Regions from separate parts of the Gossypium arboreum genome. Here region 2 is linked to region 1. Evidence: chromatin contacts called from public Hi-C data. All regions are on one chromosome and are shown on one strand. The core of a region is the stretch at or near the end of the contact, and the rest is flanking DNA. Distances in the headings are between cores, read along the strand shown. Region 1 holds the start of LOC108483206 (ornithine aminotransferase, mitochondrial). Region 2 holds the start of LOC108486733 (pyruvate dehydrogenase E1 component subunit beta-3, chloroplastic-like).

Region 1 (5,132 bases), core at 419-2,918:
TAAGTTTTATAATTTTGTAGTTTTCCGATAACCTTTTTTTAAAATTTAAATAATGACATGATATAATTTTAAAGTGTCACATCATCACCTCTTAACGACGTTACAAGAAAATGACTAAATTGTTTGATGAAATCTTTGTTCAAGTACCAATATAGACCAATTTTTTTTTAGGACCAAGATGTTGGGGATCAACCTGTATAAATAATGAACAACAAAATAGAGAAAATCAAACAAACAAATATTTACGTGGAAAATTCTCAGATAAGAAGATAAAAAATCAAATGCAAAAGGAGACTTCACTAATGAGAAAGTAATCTGAAAAGTACAAGATAGAGATAATAAAAAATAAACCCTGAACGCCGAATACAAAATCCTCCGACTAAAACACAAAATTCTCTTAAAGCTCTGTTAAAGTTATTTCTTAATTGTGTTATGTTATATTTTTCATCAACTATTCTAGGATTACTAAAGGCCCTTTTATAGACCAAATTAGGAGGTCAAATATGACTAAAATATCCTAGATTAATCAGAATTTGATTGGGGAAAACAATTAGAGTTTAACTAAGAGAAGAAACCCGATTATCGTGGGAACACCTCATCACATCGCAACGTCCCAACACTTCTCGTCATGACATCATCATCATCATGACATCCGATGTCGTGTCATCAAGACGTCGTCTGCTTCATGTCTCCAATTGGCTTCATGTGATTGCAACGTCACGTGGATCTTCGTCGTGATGACGCCTCTGCTTTGGCTCTTGATTTGTCCAAAATGCGAGGCACACTCCACACAAGATGAAAAAGATTGCCAAGTTCAAGAACTAAATATGGCCTTGTTTTGTCTTTGTAATTACTTTTTAGTGATATGATTAAATTGTTGTCACTACAGTCAATAATTTGGTGATAAATAACGATTCATCATTGTAAAACTTTTTATTTAGGAATTTATTTTTTCGTCACTTTACTTTCTTGTGGTGAATTAATTTATGTCAGTAAAGCCCTTTTTGCCAATGAGTAAACTTGCGTCACTTTTGATAGATGTTATATCGTTGCATTGAATTTCATCACTATAAGCATCTTTTATCAGCGTACAAATTTTCTTTCCCTATGGTTGACACATTTAGCCAAGGTTTATAGATTAGTTAGGCCATTGATTCATCAATCTAACTACTTTGATTAAAAAATCATTAATATTTTTTTAAAATGAAAATATTAAAAAAAACCCTATTTTTTTAGCTAGTTTTGTTGGTCTGTATCAATGTCCAATCTAACTAGTTCAATATCATTCTTTGAATCGATAGCTCAATGAATTTCCAATCCAATCCAATTCAAACATCATTGTCTTTAACAATAGCATATTTTCTCTCACTTTTGCCTTTTGCATGAACTAACTCTTTTAACGTTATAGTTTAGTGATTTAATTTATGGATAATAACTTTCATTGTATAATTAACTTTTGGTAGAGTAAATTTTTTAGTGTAAATTTTGTGGTAGGTAAATAAACATAAATAAGAGTATATTTAAGGGGCTAGCAGGGGTGACCCTTTTATTTTAAAAAAAAATTATTTAGACCTTTTAAAAATTTAAATTAATAAAAATAAAAACTTCCTAAAATAATAAAAATTTAATAATAATAAAATTACCATAAAAATTACAATTTAAATATTTTATGATTTCCATAGCATGAACAACTCCCGACCCTGATCCCAAAGCCATAAGTGGAGGGCTCAGCCACTCAGCACGGTATCATATGATTGGTTAACTCTACCGGTGACTTGTATCATTAAAAGACTTTGATAGGTGCGGCAAATCGGATTATTTTGGAATTGGATGGAATCTTACGTGTAATCGACTCCAAGGTTGGCATATTTCCCTTATCTTCCGTTTCCTTTCTAAATATAAAAATAACTCGTTAATGCCATGATTATAAAGAAAGGGAAGCCATGATTATAATAATACAAGTTTTTATTGCTTTCATTCAGTTGTTTGTATGATCTTCTACCATCTGGAACACGAAAAAGGAGAAACTATCTTGAAAAGTGTAATTGAGTTTTTCTAAACAAAAGAATGGGAAGTTTTTGTCGGTTTCGTACAAAGCTCGGGGTATTATTAGATAATTGAGACATTGGGATTTGGATTTGGATTTGGATTTGGAAGACTTGCGTGCGGTTACACTCAGCTTGCGGATACAAAAGAATTTATGCCGGAAAACAGAGGAGAAAAAACTTCCCATTTTACTGTGCACCGTAATATAAAACATCATTATCTAATATAACCCTCCAAGTCCAAAAGAGAGAGAAAAAAGATAACAAACCTGTTGGTGTCACCCGGAAATGGCGGCAACGAGGAAACCCTTACTGTCTTTGCTAAGCAGAGTGAGCCGAACAAGCAGGAGGACCTATGGTGTTCTGGCTGAAGGCAGCTCTTCTTCTTCTTCTTCCTCTTCTAACCATCTCATCAACCTTGAATACGAATATAGTGCCCACAAGTAAGTTCTTTTCTCTCTTTTTTCATTTGATTCATCCTTAATCTCTGGGCTTAATCTTTCTCTTCTTCTGGCAATTCAGTTTTTTTCTTCTTGTTTTGGGTTCTGGGTTTTTGGTTCTTTGATCTGAAAAGCATCTACTATCACTTGTATTCATGTTTTCGGTTTTGCTTACGTTTATCGGAAACATATTTATTATAATTAGTATTTGTGGTTTTGGTTTTGCTTTGTTAGCTTCAAGCTTTAGTCTTTGTTGATCGTTCCTGTTAGAATGATGGATTATGTGAGATTTTTCTTCGATAATATAAATGGGTTCAATTGATCTTTCCTGTTAGAATGATGGAGTATCTGTTGCTGTGTCCAAGTTCAATAGGGTGAAATTTTTTAACTTCTGTATTCAGGTTTTGTTGATATAATTAGACCATGCCCTAATATGTAGACTCAGCCAATTAGATTAATGGATTTTGTTGAGGACCTTTGATTGAGTTTCAATGTGGAGAATAGGAAATCACAAAACTTTTCCATGGAGGATATTTTTTATGGTCTCTGAAGTTGCCTTTTCATTTGTAATTTGATTCCATTGCCTTTATTTTTTCAAGGATAGAGTAAGCAAAATTACTTTTCTTGTTCAAGTACAGTTATCACCCAATTCCTGTTGTATTCTCTGAAGCAAAGGGATCAATCATATGGGATCCAGAAGGCAAGAAATATCTGGATTTTCTATCAGCTTACTCAGCTGTTAATCAGGTATAAACAGTGTAATTTATGTTGTAGTAATCCCTACACCTGTAGGTACCTCTTTGCTTTGTCTTATTAATCCATTTGTTCCTTCTGTTATGCACTAGATCGGGGGGTGGGGGGGCAGAGGGAATTCCTCTTGCCGAGCATACTCAGCCAAAAGGCAGAGTAAAAGCAAAGAAATCCACCATTTGCATTTTTCTTGGCAATTTGAATTCAATTTTATCTGTAGTTTATGTCATTGCTTGCCACTGTAGGGACATTGTCATCCAAAGATCATCAAAGCATTTCAAGAACAGGCAGAAAGACTCACTCTCAGTTCTAGAGCCTTCTACAATGACAGGTTTCCAGTTTTTGCTGAGCGTTTGACAAGCATGTTTGGTTATGAGATGGTGCTTCCTATGAACACTGGTGCTGAAGGAGTGGAAACTGCTCTGAAGTTGGCAAGGAAATGGGGTTATGAGAAGAAAAAAATTCCCAAAAACGAGGTAAATCTTTTCAAGCTTTGCTAACTGATCTTTTGTTGTGTCTAATAGTTCCTCTTACCTGATGTGAGGCCATTAGCTGGGAAAGTATTGTAAGTTGGTTTTGGGGGCGAGAGGTGTATGGGATAATTCTGATTTTATGTAATTACTATTTTGCTTCGTCCAATGACCTTAATTGGAGATAGATACAAATACTGGAGTTCTATACAAGGGGAAAATAGTAGTTCAGGAACAGAAAACTTGTGGTGTTCCTTTTTTATTTAATTTAGTAGCAAGGCACTTCTGATTTTGGATGGCAGCTTATGTTCTATATTGTTTATCTTTCTGGCTTGGTATTATATATATGCATATATATAATCTAGTAAAGTTTTATTTGTTTTTATGTTTGATTAAATAATTGTGCATATGCAGGCTATTATCGTCTCTTGTTGTGGTTGCTTCCATGGTCGCACATTGGCTGTCATCTCTATGAGCTGTGACAATGAGGCTACTCGTGGATTTGGGCCATTAGTGCCTGGTCATATTAAAGTTGATTTTGGTGATGCTGTTGCCCTTGAGAAGATCTTTAAAGGTTTGAATAGTCCCAGTACTTTTTAGTTTATTTTTTATTTGGTGCTTAAGAGGCATCAATTATTCTGGATGATCTATCTCAGTAATTTATCTTCAATGTCTTGATATATGCAGAAAAAAAGTACTTTTCTTCTATTCTAACACATTACTTATTCCTTTTGAGTGCAGAACATGGAGACAGAATAGCAGGATTTCTCTTTGAACCTATTCAAGGAGAGGCTGGTGTAAGTTTATTATCAAACATTATAAGGCTATTAAGTAGTTTGAATGGACTTGATTGATCTTTTGTGGTTTTGCTCCCTTTAGTTGTGGATATGGGAACTTTTATTGAGCCAGCAGTTTGTTCATCTTTTCCATGGTTGATATGTGTGTGTGTGTGTGATATGCTAAAGTGTTTTTGGTCTTGGTAGCTATAACTTGGTAGTTATGGGAGCTTCTTTATCCCCACCCCATTATAAGGAAACTATCCTATATGGTTACATGATTAGTACAGGGATTGATAAATTAAGGGAGATTTGAACTAGAGATCTTTTTGATGGATAGTTTTCTCTACGAATTAGGTCCCATTGATGCAGATAGTCATTAACAAGTTAGCACTTCCACCAAGTGTATGTCCTTTTTAGAAATAGAGTTTTACATAATATACAGAATTACAACCAATCTTTAAATATGAGAGATCACAGAAGATTCACACACAGAGAAAATTAAAAAAAAAGGGCGTTTTTTGTTTCCTTTCTCAAATTATATTGTTAAGTGGTTATTGCTTTTGTCCATTCTTTTGACAATGTGTTATATATTATCCCTTTCCATTTAAGGTTATAATACCTCCAAAAGGTTATCTAAAAGCTGTCAGA
Region 2 (5,419 bases), core at 2,655-5,154, 280 kb before region 1:
CCCTCCAGGTCTATCGTCCATCCATTCAAACCCCCAAATGTCAAGTCTATTCTTCTTCATCAATTCATCTAGCTTTCTTAGGTTAGGCAAATCCCTCATCATCTCTGGTCTCTGATCGCTTCGAATATGGAGTTCTTTCTGGCCAACGCGGCTCCGAAACTGGTGTTCCTTTGGTACTCTGCAGGTACAATGCGAAGCGTAGACACTGGCATCGTACTAAGCTAGGGTTCTAAGCTTTATGTGCTTTATTTGGCCTCGAACGTTTTTATGTGATTGTTGTTGACTATATTTAATTATTATTTCGATTGTTGTCTATCTAATATTTTGATTTCAAGCTTTGAATTTTTATGAAACTGAATCATTATGTTCTTTGGAATTAATGAAATTGAGATTATTCAATAACGCTGACATTGTTTAAGCCAAATCTTTTCATTTATTTGCTTTGATGGCATCAAAATTTTATAGTGTTTGGCTGTTTGCAGTTTATGTTGCCATTACACTGCTTGGGGACTAGAGAGTCTGTAAAACTTAGATAGAGCATGAATTGGAACAATTGAGTATGGTATTTGGTTTAATATGCACAGTATGGTATTTAGTTTTTTTTTTTTTAAATTTAACTCAAATAAACATATTCGATTTGATTCCATCTCACTCGATTCGAAAAAAATATTAAATCGAGTTAAGATGAGAAAATAGAATTCTAAAACTCGATTAAATCAAATTTTTTTCATTCGATTCAATTGAATACTCACCTTAGCAACAACCAGAAAGCATCTACTGAGATTGTTAGCATACTACAATGTGCCAAAACTCCACTTCCAGCGAGCCAAGTTCTTTGGGGGCAATAGCAGATTGGACAGCAGCTACGAGGTGACTTACTTCAAACGCAAATAAAAAGCAATAAAACTGAAAACAACCAATAAATAAAAAAGTATAAACAAATTAAGATTCATTTGCCATACCATATTAATAGAAAAAATTACACGACTTTGTCTAATAAGTGTATAGCAATGTGAAGAGAAATGGAAAGTACAGAGTTATTTTCCATAATTCTACCTATAACTATTGCTTAAGGATCTTACTTGCCATTTTAGTCAAGAAAGAACAAGATCACAAGGGCCTCAACCTGATGAAAACTTGCAAGTTTGAACTGACAAAATTGCCAAGGAACAGGAATTAGAGATCGAAAATGATGTTGCAAAGGAACTGCTTTCGTACTAAACACGACAAGATTAACAGAACTTCAACTATGGAATCACTATTACTGCTATCACAACTACTGGCAGAGCTGCTCAACCGCCGCCACAATCTGCGCAGGCTGAACTACAGTCCATTCCTCCAATGTTCCAGCATATGGTGTAGGCACATCCTGTGAAGATAAGCAGATGATTGGAGCATCCAAATAATCATGGAAATTCTCAGTGATGGCAGCGGTCAAGCTAGCACCAATACCACCTGTCCGCATGCACTCCTCCACAATAAGAACACGATGTGTCTTCTTAACTGAGTTACCAATGGTGTAAAGATCAAATGGTTTCAATGACCTAATATCAATTACTTCAGGATCATAACCCTTGTTCACCAAAGTTTTTGCTGCCTGCATCACATGATACCTCATCCTTGAATAGGTTAGAATAGTGACATGTTCTCCAGGCCTTACCACCTCAGCTTCCTCAAGATTACAGATATAATCCTCATCTGGGATTCTCTCCTTGAGGTTGTAAAGCAAAACATGCTCAAAAAGTATAACAGGGTTCTCACTTCTGATAGCAGCCTTCATTAATCCCTTGGCATTGTAAGGGGTTGAACATGCAACCATTTGAATTCCAGGTATTGACTGAAAATAGGACTCAAGGCGTTGAGAATGCTCTGCACCAAGTTGCCGTCCAACACCACCAGGTCCACGAATAACTATTGGTATGGTAAACTGGCCACCAGACGTATAATGAAGCATACCACAATTGTTTGAGATCTGATTAAAAGCAAGGAGGAGAAATCCCATGTTCATACCCTCAACAACTGGTCTCAAGCCAGTCATAGCAGCTCCGATTCCCATGCCAGTGAAAGAGTTCTCCGCAATAGGGGTGTCAAGAACCCTAAGGTCCCCAAACTTCGTAGCTAGTCCTTTGGTCACTTTGTAGGAACCTCCATAGTGACCCACATCTTCACCCATGACACACACACGGGGATCCCTCTCCATTTCTTCTTCCAATCCCTCTCGTAGAGCTTCAAAAAGTAAAAGCTCATTCCTGGGATACAATATAGATCTAGTTACATATATCACTCCAACAATTTTTCATAAAATAACAAAACAAAAGACATGATTGTGACAAGTATGAATATAAAAAGAAATTAATGATGAACATAGCTCCATTGCAACACACAAAACAGACATATATACATGCAAGCATACACCCAAGAATCAAGTGACATCCATTCAACCTTTGACGCACATGCCTCTGACAATCAGTTGATGACAGTAGACAGACAGCAATGAATCAGTCATTTTAGAAAGACCTACTATAAGCCAACATCAACAGTGATATGGAAAAACAAATTCACTTGTGAAAGAATGTACCCTTTTTTTTTTTTTTTAACATAAAACTGTACTGATGTTAGAAAGAGGTTAATGCCTGAATGGTATAAAATGCATGAACATTACCATAATATGAGCAAGACTTGGTTAAGCATGCATCTCAACTAAAGTTGCAGGATTGCAATGAAAAGAGGAAAAAAAATGTTCGTCAAAACCAAGGCATGAACTGAAAAAAAAAAAGACTAAGTTATAAAATAATACAAAAGAATCAAAATATCAATGCAAGCTTTGGGCTATGTCATTAGGCAGACAAGTTAGAAAAATTGAGCAATACCATGCTAATACAACACTAATAATATCAACATATTTCATATTTAACAAAATTAGAGCAATTAACAACAATGTAACACTAATTCAAAAGTTAATTCTGAACTCTAAAATGGAAAATAATTACCCTGGTTTCGAAAATGACGACGCTGCGGAGCTATCTTCTTTGGTCTAAAAAAATCAAAATACAATTGAAATTAGTAACATCATAGGAAATGACACTAAGCCTTTTCAAAACGTAGAAAACGAAGAGACAGAGAGAGGGGAATAAAAAGGAAGTATTACCGCAACTGCATTGGCAATAAATTGTTGAGCCCTTCGACATTTAGGGTTCAAATCCAAGTTCATGGTTCCATCAGATCTGACTACCACAAAGCTCGGCGCTTTCCTCACTGAACCAAAACAGTATTCAGAAACCATTTTTTTTTAAAAAAATCTGAAATGAAAATGAAAAAAGAAAAAAGAACAACGAACCGGAGAAGGATCTACGAGGAGAAAAAAGAAAATTTTTGGAATCGAAAGAATTGGAGGGTAATGATGATAACGCAGCAGCCGCCCCAACTCCTTGGAAGATGGCAGCCATTGAATTTGCACTTGCAGCAGCGAAAGTAAAAAAGAAATGAAATTTATTTAAAACAAAATGGAAATAAATTAAACAGGAAGAGTGAAATTTATACGAGAGGAGTAAGACAACTAGGCGGAGAATTTGAGGGTCTTTTTATTGATATTAATTTTTTTTTTAAATGTTGGGCGATTTATTTGGAGTGGAATACACGCACAAGGCATTGTTTTCATCGAAGACTAGTTCATTTAGGTTTAAATGATGAACGGTGATGCTTTGAGATTAACGATTGGGTTGTGGCGCATGTGCAACACGAAGTGGTGTTTTCTGTTGGACCAGCTAACAAAACCTAACCTGCAGCTCGTTAGTGGTTGGAACTGCGGGAATTATCTGGTACTCCTCGGCTTACAACTTTTAAACTAAGCAGTTCTTTTTTTTATGAGAAATTATCAGAAAAACAAAGTAAATTGGTTTGATTTATAAAATTAGGATGAATTAATACAAATGTTCCCAACATATTACTAATGAAATGTGAAAGAAAAGAAAAACATGCTTCACCACTCACTGCATTGGTGTTATCTAAACACACGTTAAAGCCCATTTGAGGGTCATTTTACAAAAAAAAAAAAATTCCTTCTCTAAAATTATTTACGGAAATAGGCTAACTTTTTTTATTATTTACCAAAAAAGGTCGAATTCCCTAAAAATGCGTCCATATCAGCGCGATCTCAAATGATGTGTCAGCAAAACGTGTCCTTGGGGGAGCGTTTTGTCCACGTCAACACAAAGCGCGCCCTCAAGGAAACGCTTTGTGCTGACGTGAACAAAACGCTCTCTCAAAAATGCGTTTTGCCTTTTTTTTTAGGGTTAGGATTTTTTGTATTGGTTTAGGGTTTTATGGTTAATGTTTTTAAGGTTAGGGATTTTAGGTTTTTAGAGTTTAGGGTTTAGATTTTTTAAGAAAAAATTAATTAAATTAGGGTTTAAGGTAGTCGATTAAATTAATTATTAATTTAAAAATTGATTAGATTAGGGTTTAGGGTTTTAAGGTTAATTAATTAAATTATGGATTAATTTTTTAAATAATTTTGTGTTTAGGGTTTTGGAAAAATATATTAGCAATAAAAAAAATTCTACAGTAGTTTTTGAAACAATAAATTTGAGAAGACGTTTCTGAACAAATAGTGCCAAAAACGCTTCAAGCAGGATGCACTGTCAGCAAAAGTATTAAAAAAAAGCTTCCACGTGGACGCGTTTTTCCTAGTAGTTTCTGAAAAAAATAATTTTGAGAAGATGTTTCTGAACAAATAGTGTCAAAAATACTTCAAGCAGGATGCACTGTCAGCAAAATTACTAAAAAAAGCTCCCACGTGGACGTGTTTTTTCTACAGTAGTTTCTAAAAAAATAATTTTGAGAAGATGTTTCTGAACAAATAGTGTCAAAAACGCTTCAAGCAGGATGCACTGTCAGCAAAAGTACTGAAAAAAGTTCTTACGTGGATGCGTTTTTTCTACAGTAGTTTCTGAAAAAATAATTTTGAGAAGATATATCTGAACAAATAGTGTCAAAAACGCTTCAAGCAGGATGAACTCTCAGCAAAATTACTGAAAAAAGCTCTCACGTGGACGCTCTTTTTCTACAGTAGTTCCCATTTGGCCTTAGACTATAAATGAGCCAAATTTCATTCTCAGGTTGCATAAGTTACAGCAAGAAAAATTAGAGAGGCTAAGTAGAAAAGAAATTAAAGATGGGTGAACGTATTAGTGCTATTATTTACTATGATTGTGAGGTACGTCACACAGAGAACGGCGTTGTTTTTTTATCAGAGAATACAGCGCGACTGGTTTTTAACCAGAACATAGATTTGACAAAACTTCGTAAAAGAATTAGGCGTAAAATCTTTGGAACGACGCCAATGAAAGTTTTGTCTATTAAGTATCGATTTTTTGCTTCGGTTGATCCCATGACATATGACTTATTCGATATCAATGGT

The links. Hi-C and Micro-C count contacts between places; a contact is called where the count stands out from the background.
Region 2: a Hi-C map of leaf shows a contact between it and region 1, with 4 times the contacts expected there. The contact joins the promoter of LOC108486733 here to the promoter of LOC108483206 in region 1. A contact is called at or near these places in 2 of 5 Hi-C or Micro-C datasets (both in leaf).

What each region holds. Positions count from the first base shown.
Region 1 is chr6:20,612,604-20,617,735 of ASM2569848v2, reverse strand. LOC108483206 (ornithine aminotransferase, mitochondrial) reads left to right here and starts at 1,668. Exons shown (of 11, transcript XM_017786476.2): 1 at 1,668-1,859; 2 at 1,983-2,488; 3 at 3,124-3,232; 4 at 3,481-3,711; 5 at 4,120-4,279; 6 at 4,447-4,502; 7 at 5,094-5,132. The coding sequence starts at 2,334.
Region 2 is chr6:20,889,915-20,895,333 of ASM2569848v2, reverse strand. LOC108486733 (pyruvate dehydrogenase E1 component subunit beta-3, chloroplastic-like) reads right to left here and starts at 3,904. Exons shown (of 4, transcript XM_017790932.2): 1 at 3,338-3,904; 2 at 3,149-3,255; 3 at 2,991-3,034; 4 at 935-2,249. The coding sequence starts at 3,446. The coding sequence ends at 1,277.